Regions from separate parts of the Gasterosteus aculeatus genome. Here region 2 is linked to region 1. A link is a contact called in public Hi-C data. All regions are on one chromosome and are shown on one strand. Each heading gives the region's core, a stretch centred on a gene start, on an enhancer-like site or on the middle of the called end of the contact. The rest is flanking DNA. Distances are from core to core; before and after follow the strand shown. Region 1 has its middle 55 kb from the start of trabd2a. Region 2 holds the start of ulk1b (unc-51 like autophagy activating kinase 1).

Evidence for each region. A called contact is a pair of places that touch in the nucleus more often than the background predicts.
Region 2: a contact with region 1 is called in a Hi-C map of skeletal muscle, with 4 times the contacts expected there. The contact joins the promoter of ulk1b here to the enhancer-like site in region 1. A contact is called at or near these places in 2 of 6 Hi-C or Micro-C datasets (both in skeletal muscle).

What each region holds. Positions count from the first base shown.
Region 1 is chr14:9,888,730-9,891,722 of fGasAcu3.hap1.1, forward strand. No RefSeq gene overlaps it. Among protein-coding and RNA genes, the nearest start is that of trabd2a, 55 kb to the left of the region's middle. Within about 2 kb of position 1,497, at least 2 of the 9 cell types and tissues checked have open chromatin away from gene starts, as enhancers often do.
Region 2 is chr14:10,095,545-10,098,537 of fGasAcu3.hap1.1, forward strand. It overlaps ulk1b (unc-51 like autophagy activating kinase 1), which reads left to right and starts at 1,619. Exons shown (of 27, transcript XM_078088435.1): 1 at 1,619-2,319; 2 at 2,970-2,993. The coding sequence starts at 2,230.

The DNA of each region.
Region 1 (2,993 bases), core at 247-2,746:
ATTATTATTGTAAATCACTCTGCAAAGCATGGTGAGCAAGGCTGTCCTCTGCCTGTGAGCTGAGGTACTGTGTTTCATTTGATGCACATCAGCTGTTTCAGCAGATACATACTCACATATGAGTGTAAATCTTTATGATTCAGCACATCGGGCATGTGTCATTCCTATTTTGTGTAGTATTTTTTCATACAGCTCTTGACAGCTTCGGAAATACTTCAGCGTTGCTGATCCTGGGCCTGATCCAGAGGAAAGGAGAGGCCAGCTTTACACAGGCGCTTTTGACCATATGGTAATAGGGAGAATGAAACAAAAGAAGTATTCAGACATAAATCAGAGTTGTCAAAAAATATTAGTAAAATACAAATTGCGGCAAATGGGTTAATAAATGAGGCAGCCTGCAAGCGGTTACAAAGTTATTATGGTTCTATTTCTAAAGTTATCTTTCATTTCTGTATGTTCCACACCTCAAAAATAGTTATTTTGTATTAGTATTCTTGTTGTCCTCATGTGTTGCACTGCAAATGTTACATAAAAAACAGAAGGTGACATATGAGTGTATACAGTGTAACCAGTATGTATTAAATATCTTTTATTGATTAGATTAATACCCATTTTAATAAAATGATCAGATAAATGCTATTATTATCTAACTAAGAGCTGAAGTATTGGAAAAAAATTGTCAGCAAAACAAGCTGTGGCTTTAATTCCTGCTCCTGCTTTGCTAAAGATAGCTGACAGTAAGAGACACCATATGTAGCCTTATTTTGTTTTAACTGCGGACCCTTATTGCCAAAACTCCATTCATAACGTGTTGTAAAAAGTAAAACAAAGTATAGTAGTTTTTTTTCCGACAAACTTTAAATTTCTTTTTCAACATGTTATATTATGTTTCTAATGTGCTTTTTTTATTATTCTATATTTTGACATTCTTTTTTTTTAATACTACGCAATTAATTGCAATGTTTTTTTAAATACTTCCTAGGCTTTTACCTTTTCCTGACATACTATGTCTATGTCTGTTTTTTGACAAACTAAAATGAGAATATTTAGGTTTTCTTTTTAACATTCTGCATTTTGATTGATCACAACACTTAATAACTTACTACACTGTGACTTTCTTACAACACACAATACTGTACCTCGTTCTCACCATATTTTAGTTAATGATCCTGTACAGGAAAGAAGAAATCTATAGATACCAGTATTTTCTGATTTCAATACGTATACAGAGTTATTGCCTGCGTCCTCTCTCTTTGGGTTATGTTTCCTCTTTGCACATCCCACCATAAACTGTGGTCAGCCCAACACACACGCATAAACTCCCATATGCATCTCTACCTTTCCCATCTCTGTACCTTCCGCCTTTCTCTGCCGCACTGATTCTTCAGTCGTGTTTTCAAACGACTATCTATTAAATTGCCATTATAAGAGAGGGAAATGATGTTGTTCCTGGCAGGAGTTTATTGGAGAGTGAATGTACGCTCCCACACATGGAACCTCTCATTAACTCGGTGGATAATTACAGCCCTGCAGCACAGAGGCTCGGGCAGGGATCGAGGCCTGGCACCGAGTCATCATGGTGTCTCAGCTGATAAGACTAACTCTTCTCCTATTTATGCATGCGCTTTTAATGGGAGTCACTCCACCAATGGTTTGCTTTATTGATGGTGGCTGCCTCTTGCTCAAAGAGAACAGAGCATGAACCAGCCATATAGACGAGCACAGCTAGGGGGGGGGAATTAATTGCATGAGCAAGGGCAACTTAAGACTCCTTCACTGACTGACCGGCTTACCAGGAAAGTAATAAGTACTTTCACTGATTTAATGGATTGTCACAACGACAGCAGCAGCAGCAGCAGCAGCAATGTGCTGATCGTTTTTGCCCCTGTTCCCGTCATGTGAAGTGGTTAAACAACAGCAGGTGAAGGGCCAGAAAAGCAATACAAAAAAAGACATACAGTATTTATGCCTCCTCCTGCTCCTATGTGTGTTGGGCAGGATGGGCTCATTAATTCATGATATCTGACAAGAAAAATATATTTTATTTAGGCATCCATTTGACCAGTTTCTACTTAAAAGTTGAATCATTCTTTAATCACAAAGAGGAAGGTCTTACAGCAAGAGACTTATTGGATCATTTGGATTATGGAGTAGGAAGCAGAAAACTGCCCCGCACCCACGTGTCAAAACCTTGACAGTGAAGCTTTTCTAAGGACATTTCAGGCCGTTCCTTTAGGCCGAATATATCACCCTTCTGAAAGACGCATGGTGCTACAAACCCCTCAGAAAGTTCCCACCCATTCTTTCCACCTCACACATGTAAGTGTGAAGTCTCTCAAAGTTCCCTTTGACCATTTTGGGTTCTTTCCGAGCAACCCGACCCAACATTGCACATAAGGCACCTGTGATCGGCTCCTCGACCTGTCATGATCAATTTGAAATACAAAAATGTGAGAAAATAGCAGAAAAGTCACAGAAATAAAAGGCAAAGCAAAATAAACCCTGCAAATACTGCTGTCTCACATGTTAACATGTTTGTTGAGCGGGGCCTAATTGTCTGCAATAAAATAGCTGAAGGCCAAAATCTCTATGTTCCACTTGATATTTTAAAAAACTGTGGTAGTGGTTGTGGTATGTTGTATGTACGGAGACCATTGGTTTTATGAACTTGGTTTCAGAGGGACAGGCACCAACTCCAAGTACAAGTCTGCTGTCCGTCCAGGCTTACCATGATTACATCTTATCATGTTTTCATGGAAATTCTCCATCATGTCGAGGAAATGCAACGAGGCAGATTTAAAAGGATGATGTATATCACTGAATTGCTGAAAAAGGCTGCTAACTCAATATGTATTAAACTCAAAGACAGTTTTAATTACAAATATATATATATATATATATTATATATATATATATATATATATATAATATTATATCCAACAACATATGGATGTATTTGTTGTATAATTGCAAGAATTGTGAGGTTAATGTTA
Region 2 (2,993 bases), core at 369-2,868, 210 kb after region 1:
GAGAGTTGCCTGCTCAGAGGAATTGATACTTAATTAAATGGTCATTACGCAGCTTGCATATTATAAGACGCTGAGACAGATTGACTATTATATTGTAAGTGTTACCGTCCTATTTGAATTTTGGTCACAAAGGCATCTCAGATATTCAATCAACCTAATTTGTACCAGTGAGCAATATGGAGCCAAATCCAAGTCAAACGTTTTGATTATTTGAATTACAATAGAGCAATTTCCTATATACTCAAACAGACAATTCTTCATACACCTGTTGGAGAACTCTGGAGATCACAGAACAGACCTGACCCTCCACTGTTGGTCTGTTGGTGGCTTTGCATTTCCCCACTGTAACCACCTTCCTTGCAATTAACAGCAACACCCCCTCCCTCCCATCAAAGCATCAAATAAACCAACAAGTGAAAGGCTGTGATGGTTTTGTCATTACTTTTTTTCTGTTTTCATGTCTGTATGCAAATTATTCTGAATTAACATGAGATGAATATGCATGCTCACATTATAGTTTTTCATTCAAATTCAATCCGTGTGATACTGCTTGTGATCGGAATGACATGTCTCTTCCCATATTTGATGGGTGATAATATTGATTTCTTTTCTCTTTGGTTACCATAGTTACATCATCATCGGGCCATCTGTGTAGTGAGCTTCACCCTTTTTTTCCAGTTTTTGTATGTTCTTCTGACCCTAAACACTCCGGCTCCGCTCTAATGCTTTCAACTGCTTTTGTTTAACAGTTGCAAGGAAATTATCAGTTGACACATCAGGTGACAAATAAAGGTAATTCTCATCTGGGGATAAATCTTCCCCTGCGGAGCCCGTGATAATGAACAAAGATCATCATTAAATGAACATGATGATAGTCATTTTCTCGTCCTAGTGGTGATTTTAATAACATTGTAATTGTGAGGTCACCAATTTAAAGTCGTGTCAAGGAAATATGGTGTTAATCCCCCGTTCTAAAAGCGTGGAAAAAAATCCACACACTGAAACCAATTTAGTTTTTTGCGTTTATTTATTATTAGTATTCAGACGCTGGTAAAAGAAATGTTAAGACATACATAAAACAATTGTCGGTTGCTACTGATTGTCTCAGGATCAGGAATCAGGAATCAGGAAACATTTATTAGCCAAAATATGTCAAACATACAAGGAATTTGTCTTGGCGGTTAGTGCGCGACAGTAGACAGACAAGACAACAGTGCACAAGTAATAAAATAAAGTGGAATGAAATGCTAATGCAATGGGTTAGTAGAATAAGGCTAAGGCTATGGGTTAGTATAAAACAAGGGAATAAAGTTTAAAAAATGTAAATATTAAAAAGTTAAAAAGAAAAATATTAAGCATAAAGTGCACTAACGAACAAGTAACAGACAAGAGACAAAGTGACAAGTGACGACAAAAGATATTTTATATTTAATTTAATTAATTACACGAAGAATTCATTACTACGCGATTGGTAATGCGTATTAAGACTTTATTTTTTCCTAATGGTTCTTCCTAATAAATAAATTCCCCGGTTTTTAAATCCAAAGTAAAACTAAAAGTAACTCAACCCGCTTTCGTTTTATGACCGAGGAACCGGGAAGTGACGTCACACTCACAGCTGTAGCTTCCCCGCGCATGCGCCCTCTTGCAGAGGCTGGACGCCGTCTGCTTTGTTGGTGCCATCGATTCTTCGACTTTCGACGAGTCGACTGCGAATTTGCAAGATACAAACAACACCGATTACATTGTTTTCCGGTCTTTGGACGTTGTTCGCTCGTTTTAAGGCCACAGCGCGCGCTTGTCTCGCCTTAGACGACAAGAGCGAGGACCCGTCTTGTATATAAACAAAACACAGCCAGCTTCCTTTAAGGTGGCACGCCGGAGAGCTGCAGCAACAACAACAACAACAACAATCCGATTCCCGTTTGTTTAGCTATCGAACTCCGCGTCGTCCGCGATGGGAATCGCCGCAGAGCTTCGCTGGGAGTGACGCTCCGAAACGCGTGCGTGCGAACATGAGAGAAGAGGCCGGTTTGTTGTCACGAAGGCAGCTCATGGCAAGTGAACGAGGGGCCGGACATCCCCGACGAAGCCGCTGCCGCCGCCGCTGCTGCTGCTGCTGCCCCACTCGCCCCGCGCAGGAGACCGCGACCCGGCAGGGTGATCCGACGCGCCCGGTCACCCGCGCGGCCCTCGAGTAGCAACTCTGCGATCCGCCTCCGACGCGCCATGGAGACGGTGGGGAAGTTTGAGTTCAGTCGGAAGGACCTGATCGGACATGGCGCATTTGCCGTCGTCTTCAAAGGCAGACACCGAGAGGTCAGTGTCACCTGGTCGTCCGACGTACGCACAACACATGAATATGCGTTGCGTTTCCTGTTGCAAAGAAGATGTGGGAAATGAAATGAAAGGTCCGGCGCTGATGTTCGCCGTTAATCGCATTTTATCGGCCAGCTGGCGTATTTGTTGTCATCGCGCGGCCTTAAGAGGCCCGAGAGCTCGCACAGGATGCTGCTAAAACACAACACAGTTGAAGGATAAAATGCGTATTTTCTGATCCATGTGACCTTTTCTTAATGCGTGCATCGTCGCTTTATTCTTCGGCTTGTTTGGCAGATGCTGCACGTCCATAATCCCGTTGCATTAGAAAGTAGAGCAGTGAAGCTGAGAAAGCATCACGCTAAGGCCATTGACGAACAAGTTGCAACATGCCCAGAATCAAACAGTAGATCTCATAATGGATTCGCAGTAATTGCACACATATGTAATACATCACATATGCTTAAACCGATGATACAGAGTCAAAGTCTTGTTTTATGCAAATGGTTAAATGGATGTTGATTGTGCAGAGACGTAAGTTTTCTGTTAGCACCACTGACTCTTGTACAGTAGAGCCAAGATGGTAGATCTAAATAAACACACAACAATGCAATGCAACACACCCCTAAGAATACAATGTCTCCTTCTAGAAACACGACTGGGAGGTGGCGGTG